3 separate regions of the Mus musculus genome follow, and all the other regions are linked to region 2. Evidence: chromatin contacts called from public Hi-C and promoter capture Hi-C data. All regions are on one chromosome and are shown on one strand. Each heading gives the region's core, a stretch centred on a gene start, on an enhancer-like site or on the middle of the called end of the contact. The rest is flanking DNA. Distances are from core to core; before and after follow the strand shown. Region 1 holds the start of Nsmce1 (NSE1 homolog, SMC5-SMC6 complex component). Region 2 holds the start of Xpo6 (exportin 6). Region 3 holds the start of Kdm8 (lysine (K)-specific demethylase 8).

Region 1 (2,700 bases), core at 76-2,575, 710 kb before region 2:
TTTCTTAATCTGGTGGTGCTACACCTGAGGTGTTCATTTTATCTTCATAAGTATGTTACAAAACAAAAATACTTAAAGACAACTTAAATATTAATTAGAGAAGAGTGGTACAGAAAAAGTTCAAATGGTGTGATGTGGGGAAAGGGGTCAGAAAATGGGTGTGGAACCGATCACAGGAGCCATGCTTGTTTGTGGCTAGGATGGCAACTATCTGCAATGAGGGACTCTGCAGAGAGGATTAACCATAGATAGGTGCAGCCCACTCAAAGGACTTTAAAACCAAGGCGTTTACAGAATAAGCAATGCTTGGGTACAGCATGGGTGGCCTGTGCTAGGCAGTGTTAATCCGCTGATGGCACAGCCTGGTTTGAAACGCACCAGAACCTCATGAGGAACAGTGTTCCCCAGGAGGGAGCTGGGGCTACAAAGGTACACAAGTGATGGCGATAGTGACGGACAGTACTGCAAAAGCAGTTTCTTTTAAGGCACTGCCAGTCCCAACCGTGGTTGCTGGGCAGTGGTGGTGTACACCTTTAATCTCATCACATGGGAGATAGAGGCAGGCAGATCTGAGTTCAAGGCCAACCTAATTTACAGAGTGAATTCCAGGACAACCACGGCAATAAAGAGAAAACCTGTCTAGAAAACATAACCACAGATGATTAGATAGATTGCTTAGATAGGTAGGTAGATGATAGGCAGACAGACAGAACAAACCATGATCTAGGTTCCTTCTCTAGACTTCTCCAGTCTTGGTCTGGGTTAGAGGTGTTATTTATGGTTATCAGTACGAAATGCAACAAAACACAGAGCACAGGAATCCTATACTTTTCCAAAATCGGACAAACGGATGATTCTGAACACATTTAGCCTCAGGCTTTCAAATGCTGGCTCCACAAACAAAACAAAAAGGGGGGGGGGGAGTGGGGAGGCGGGGCACGCAAGGGGAGGGTGTGGTCGTTTTGAACAGAAGGGTACAAGTGGCTGTCACCAAACAGTGTCAGTGACAAGGCACACTTTCTCCGCCTGACCCATCAGGCGATCGGGAGTCAGGAGCTACAGGAGTTCCAGGTCAGCCTAGGCTACATGGTGAGAGCATGTCTCGAAAAGACAATTTTTTAAAATTTAAATTAACAAATAAACAACTTATGTTGTTATAGAGCTGTTCCAACCCCTGCCTTTTGCGGGCTTCAATATCTCGTCAGCGCCAAAGCCCGCGCCGACCCCATGGTCGATCCCGTTGCCCACAGATGCCCGCTCTGGTCCCCGCAGCACCCCAAAGCCTTCATACGTACCGCAAACCAGCGAGATCACGCCGGAAGCCATATCGGAGCCCGCCTCCAGGGCGGAGAGATCGCCAGACTGGAGCTCCTACTGGTGGGCTACGCGCATTCTCCCGCTCACCAGCGGAGTACTTCCGTTTTCCCCGCCCGCTCTGTTGCTATGGCGCCTTGGCACCTGTGAGCCGCCTTCTGAGCTACGCGGTTTCCCGCGCGGTTTTCGTACTTCCCGGAACGGCTTCCGCCGCCCCCGCCTCTCGCTCGCTGGAGGAGAACCCACGGCGGGACGATCCACGGCCCACGGCCTGTGTCGTAGTAAAACTACTGCAGGCTTTAGACTGGAGACGAAGAATGGCTTTTGTTTTCCTGTGGCCTGAGCTAGAAACTTGGCTCTGCCGCTACTGGTTGAGCGGTGACCTTTCATGGAGCTACTAAGTGGAGTTAAAACAGCCGGTTCTGGGGTCCGCGAGCGTAATCTGTAAAGTGCTTGCTGCCCAGGCAAAGAGAGACCTTGTATCAAAAAACAAAGTGGAGGCCTTCCGAGGAACCACATCTTGCGTAGACCTCTGGCACACACACACAGAGGAAAAAGCATAAGAGACGATCTCACACACACACACACACCAGTCCTGAATACGAGATTTAAAAGAACTAATTGTTCCTATGCAGCACACACACACAGAGGAAAAAGCATAAGAGACGATCACACACACACACAGAGGAAAAAGCATAAGAGACGATCACACACACACACCAGTCCTGAATAAGAGATTTAAAAGAACTAATTGTTCCTATGCAGGTGACCCCTCTGGCCTGCTCTCAGGGACCTAGCGGCTGCTTAAGTCTTCACCCAGGTGCGTGTTGTGGAGAAAAGGCCTCCACCCCAGCCATCCTAGGACTCTCTTCTCTGTCGCTCTGCCTTCTGTTTCTCTTTTGCTAGGCTCTTTTTCTCCGGGTCTCATGGCGACTTCTTTGGCCTCGTTCTCTGAGACCGTTGAAACTGCCCGAGAGTTGCTCCCGGTAAACCTGCTTTTATATTTTTAATTCAGCATGATCTGGCTTATTACGTCAGCGGAGACATTTACTACCTGGGGCAGAAACTTTTTACTAATGTGCAGGGAAAACTAGGACGGCCGCCGAGAAGTGTGGTGTGGTACTGCCTTAGCCACTCTCATCTAAGAATTGTGAGGCCTGATGAAATTGCCACAAGGGTAACTTCAAAGAAATCACTTCTGCCTGCTCAAGGCTTTTCCTTTCCGAGAATTCCAGATGCACGTCTCAGAGCTGGAAATGCAGCCTCGCCCAGGAAAAGTGACTAATTATACAACCGTACGAAGTGCACAGTCCAATCTCTGAAAACATACATGGCCTCTCACCACCCCTGGAGTCTTGGACAGCTTCTTATCTTCTGGAGAGCTCT
Region 2 (2,700 bases), core at 185-2,684:
AAAGAATCAGAGGACTAACTTCACCTTGCCTACTGTGATGGGCAGATAAGGCTCAGAAACATTAAAATGGCAAAAGACAAGCACTCAACCAACTGCTCTGAGTACACAAACCCCAAGGACTATGGAAAAGCTAAAAAGCCTGCAAGAAGAGGAGGTATTTTCCTTTCAGAGAGGTTTTTTTTAGTGGGACCTGAAAGTATGCATAGTTTTCCAAGGAAAAGGCCAGAGCAGAAAACAAAAAGAACAGCAACCAAGATGTCCAAAGACCCCACTGCTGACTCTGCCATCGTCTGTATCCGTAACCAGTAACCTCTACAAATACTACTTTAGATTTCTGCAAACGCAAACCTACCGCTGGACAGATGGTCTCCAAAAATCCAGCCAGTTCTATAACAGATTGCTTATGTTCAAATAGTGCTACTAACCCAAAAGAGTCAACTGACCTTGGGCAGAGTAATTAACTGCTTCTTGCCTCAAGTATCCCCCATTTCCAATCAGGGGGTTGATATACTAACAAAATACATACCACTGACTTAGCAAAGGAAATGACACACAGTATGCCATCAATAAATAAATGATACTGATAATCACGACTTGCTGCACAAGGGCACAGCCAACAGTGAGGCAGGGGGTTGTATCCGTGGCGCTACTCAAGACATCCAGTGGGGGTGGGGGTGGGGGCAATGGGAGCGTACAGCCGGTTGCACACCCTGCACGCATGTGTCACCGGCCAGGCTCGCACGCGCCTCTCCCCGCCTCAGGGAAGAAGAGATGGCTCAGCTGCTCTGAGGCCCACTGCCACCCCTCCAACCCGGTCCCTGGACCCACTCACCATGCTGGCCGGGAAGGGGATGGCTCAGGTGAGCTAGCTCTTGGGATCCGTCGTGTCCCGCTCGCACAGTTCAGGTCATGGTCCCGGCAGGCTCGGGGAGTCCCCCGCCCATGCAAAGACAACCGGTTCCCTACCCGGGCCCCGCCGGCACCTTTAAAAGGAGCACACGGGCCCCTTCGGGGACCCCCCGAAGCGATTCATCCAGACCTCGGCCCACCCCGGGGAAACGCAAAAGCAGAAAATGGGGTTCAGAGGCGGCTACACGAGGCCCCCCGCCTGGGCCCGACCCCCGAGAGGGAGGCTGCGGGCCCAGGCAGGGACTCCCCGGCCTCCGCGGCCCGAGGCGGCGACGGGCCTCAGCCGAGACTGAAGGGGCAGAGGCTGCCTGGGCCTGGGCGGCGCGGCCGGCTCAGGAGAGAGGCCCGCGGGCCCTTGCTGTCCTCGCCACCTCTGTCCTCGCGGCGGGCTCCCTCCGCATCCCTGCGCGCCACCAGTAGCCGCGGCTCGCCCCTCGCGGCCACCCTCTGCCAACAGCCCAACGCGCCGGAAGTGGCGAGCACCAGGCGGCCCCTCAGCCCGCGGCCTGCTGCGGCGCTGGAACCGGACCAATCCGGAATCAAGTGAGGGCAGAGGAGGGCGGGGCCGCACCTGACTGTTCACTGGCCCCGCCCACCACGTCCCCGCCCAAGAGGCCAGGGACCGCCGCGTTGGTAAAGGGACACGCGGCCATTTTGGTAAAGGAAAGGTTTCCCTTTCGTTTCTTTTCACTCATTCATTCCGCAAATCTTTTCTGAGCATCTTTCCGGACCCTGACACCGGACTAGAAGTTCGGCGATGCTGGTCTGTGCTCTCCTGGGATCTTATTCATTCAGTCCACAGTTCTGGGTCCTAGGACCAGAAAGTGTCACAGGATGAAATTGAAACACTTAGTGTCACGATCTAAATTGGCTTCATCCCTAATTCCAGACTCCAACACCAGGTGACTCAACACCCTCTTCTGGACTCTGGAGACACCTGCACCCATACTCACATAGCATACACATATATAGGTACACAAACATGCATGTAAATAAAATAAGTTTTTATGGGATATGGCTCAGCCTTTAAAGGTACTTGCCACTATGTCTGACAACCCAATCTAAGTTCAATCCTCAGAACCTGTACTGGTTTAAATAAGAATGCCTATCCCATATCTAAAGCTTAGTCATCAGAAGTGGCACTATTTGAAACCGATTAGAATGATTAGGTGTGGTCTTGTTGGAAAAATGTGTGTCACTCGGGGTGGGCCTTAAGAGTTCAAAAGTCACCGGGCAGTAGTGGAGCTTGCCTTTAGTCCTATCATTTGGGAGGCAGAGGCAGGCAGATTTCTGAATTCGAGGCCAGCCTGGTCTACAGAGTGAGTTCTAGGACAGCCAGGGCTACACAGAGAAACCCTGTCTCAGAAAAAAAAAAAAAAGAGTTCAAAAGCCAATGGCAGGGATGGTGAGATGGCTCAGTGGTTAAGAGCACCGACTGCTCTTCCAAAGGTCCTGAGTTCAAATCCCAGCAACCACATGGTGGCTCACAACCATCTGTAACAAAATCTGATGCCCTCTTCTGGAGTGTCTGAAGACAGCTACAGTGTACTTACATAGAATAAATAAATAAATAAATAAATAAATAAATAAATAAACATTTAAAAAAAAAGCCAATGGCAAACCCAGTCTCCTTTTGTGAATCAGATGTATCTTTTAGCTACTGTTCCAGTACCATGCATGTCGACCTGTTCCCTGCCATGATGATAGACGGACCATCTGAAACTGGAAGCAAGCCCCCAATTAAATGCTTTCTTTTACAAGAGTTGTCATGGTCATGGTATATATTCACAG
Region 3 (2,700 bases), core at 180-2,679, 760 kb before region 2:
CAGAGTGAAGAGAGAGACCAAAATGTCTGGATTATATAGGGAAGAAGAGCTTCTGGGGGGAAGGGCAGTCCAGCCCCCACGCTAGAAAGTTCAGGGTTGGGAGCAGGGTATGCCAGGTAGGGACTGAGGGATTCTGGGAGAACCTGGAGGCCAGGTCTGCTTTGGTGTGTAAAATATGCACCCGAGTCCCTTGTCCTGGGGTTCAAAACCAAACAAGCATCTCTCACTGAACCTTGATCTCACTGACTCTGCTGGGCTGACAGGACAGAAACCCTGGGGACCCTCCTGTCTCTGCCTCCCCAGTTCTGGAACTGCAGGTGCTTGCCCCTGCACTTGACTTTTTACTGAGAATTTACAGCCAGGCCCTCACACTTGCAAAGCAAGCACTTAAACGACTGCTCATCTTCCCAGTTAGAGCTTTTCTTTCACAGGAAAGAAATCCAAAGCTAGAAAATTCAGGAAATAAAATAGAAGGGTGGCCTGCTAATATAGCAGGTCAGAGCTACTACACCCCGGGTGTCAGCCTGTGCACAGCTGCATGGGGACCAACATGCAGGCACCTAATTTGGCTGTCCAGCATTTTGTTGATAAGTGGGGACAAGTAGTTCGATTAATCACTTATTAAACCAAGCATGAGTTAGGTGTGGTGGCGCATGCCTTCAATCCCAGCACTCTGGAGGCAGAGGCAGACGGATTTCTGAGTTCGAGGCCAGCCTGGTCTATAAAGTGAGTTCCAAGACAGCCTGGGCTATACAGAGAAACCCTGTCTCACACACACACACACACACACACACACACACCCTAAAAACAAACAAACAAACAAACAAAAGACCAAGCATGGAACTTTGGAATGCTGGCCTGTCACAGAGAATGAAGGGATATCCTGGAGTTCTGTCTAAGTCCTATTGGAAGGATGTTTTCCTTGCAGAGACAGGCTGTGTGGAGTGGTGTGGCAGCAACCGATTCAGTGTTCCTGAGAAAACGAAAACTGAGGAGTGCCACATCCCGACTCAATCCCTGCTGACCAGTAGAAGTCACACTCCAAATCCAAGGCTAGCAGATCGCTGCAGGGAATCGTTTGCTGCTGCTGCTCCAGGCACCTCTGGAGTCAACCGGGAGAGAATGCTCGAAACTCAAAACTCGAACTGACTGCCACACCACTCCACATAGTCTGTCTCTGCAAAGAAACCATAGGCCAACTCACGGAAACCAGTCCTGCAAGCAGTACTTGTGGGCTCAAATTATATACGTGACTTCTAAAATCATGTGGCTATTTTTCTTCCACCTCGGCTTCCTACTCTGTAAAATAGGGAGAACTCATTATCTGAGTTGGAAGGATTGGGTAGTCGCAAGTGACAAACTGCTCTGCAAGGTATGACCCGGAAAAGAAAGCTCAAGCCTCCCAAGTCTTTGAACCGGAGGAGGGCGGGGCCTGGCATCGATTGCTCCGCGTTCCTCTAGGCACCCGTCGCGATCAGCCGAGTCAGAAGTGATCGATGCTCTCGGTGTAGTCGGTGATAAAGCCAGCCGAAGAATCTTCGCCCGGACGGAACCAGTCGTCGCCAGCAACGAGAGACACAAACAAGTCCAAGCGCCAGAGAGGTTAGTTGGAGCTCCAGGCAGCTGCAGTTGCTTAGACTTGCAGCCTGGCCGTGAAGGACGGATTGCGCAGGCGCCATGCTAAAGCCCGGCGCGGGCGAGCCGGGACGGTTTCACGCAGGCGCCTTGGGAGGCCTGGGAGCTGCTTGAAAAGCCGCGTGCGTAGTAGCTATCTGCTCCCCACAAACAGTTGAAGGAGCTGCTAGGGATGTCAAATAGCGCATGCGTGCAACTGTCGTGCCCTTCCCTTTTAGGCTTCGGTTAGTGGTTCAAGTGTGAGGATAGGTTTAGTGGCGAGACCGGCCCACATAACCACGCCTGCGCCGTCTGTCCGGAAGGCATGGCTGCGGCCACTGCTACCTGTTTCCAATCTCCATCCTCGAACCCGTTCGCCCAAGTCCGCCTGTCCCCCGTAAGCGGACAGAGGTCCACAGCAACAACCAAAGACTTCCTGGGAGTCGGGGCGTCTTCTCTTAGGCCACTTAGCCAGCCCTCCAATCCAGACTGTCCAGAAGGGCGTGAGCAGCCGGGTACTTTGAGAGAAGGACTGCACGTGCTTTCCCTAGACTGTTGTTCATGCTAAGGCATCCAGCATCCCGCTTAGCAACCAAAACCGGTTTCTGTAATGCATCCCCAAAAAGTGCACTTAGGAAGCGAGGCTTGATTCCGTTCGGCCCCGTTTTTGGCTCCTTTGGTTTTGGTGTGAGCAGCTTAGTTCACTTAGGAAGCCCAGATAGAACCACACAGATTAGATCCTGCACCCTTTGGGTGACATCCTTTCGCAAAAAGCGTCGTTTTGTACACCAACAAATGGGCCTTTATTTAAAGACCTTTTAGAATTAAGGCTACAGAGAAACGTTTTGTGCAACCCGCACCTGGCCATTACTTGAAAGCAGTGCCTTTTGCCTGACACGTGAATGTAGAATACCAGAAGGCCACCTTGCAAGCAAAGACACAGCCCCTACCAACTTCAAAAGCAAAGCAATGGCCGGCAAGATGTCTTTAAGGCCTATTAACTGTTGCACTGTGGGAGAGAAACTTATACTGGAACATATGAGGCCATTGAGGCTGGTACATGTGGCCTGTGTTTGGGTGATTGTG

What was found. Promoter capture Hi-C pulls out the DNA fragments that hold promoters and counts their contacts. Hi-C and Micro-C count contacts between places; a contact is called where the count stands out from the background.
Region 1: a promoter capture Hi-C map of pre-B cells shows a contact between it and region 2, with 2.2 times the contacts expected there. The contact joins the promoter of Nsmce1 here to the promoter of Xpo6 in region 2.
Region 3: a Hi-C map of B cells shows a contact between it and region 2, with 7 read pairs. The contact joins the promoter of Kdm8 here to the promoter of Xpo6 in region 2. A contact is called at or near these places in 1 of 39 promoter capture datasets (the C10 cell line) and 1 of 484 Hi-C or Micro-C datasets (B cells).

The regions. Positions count from the first base shown.
Region 1 is chr7:125,490,118-125,492,817 of GRCm38.p6, forward strand. Nsmce1 (NSE1 homolog, SMC5-SMC6 complex component) reads right to left here and starts at 1,326. Exons shown (of 8, transcript NM_026330.4): 1 at 1,296-1,326.
Region 2 is chr7:126,199,067-126,201,766 of GRCm38.p6, forward strand. Xpo6 (exportin 6) reads right to left here and starts at 1,435. Exons shown (of 24, transcript NM_001311143.2): 1 at 833-1,435. The coding sequence starts at 835.
Region 3 is chr7:125,443,191-125,445,890 of GRCm38.p6, forward strand. It overlaps Kdm8 (lysine (K)-specific demethylase 8), which reads left to right and starts at 1,430. Exons shown (of 8, transcript NM_029842.5): 1 at 1,430-1,602.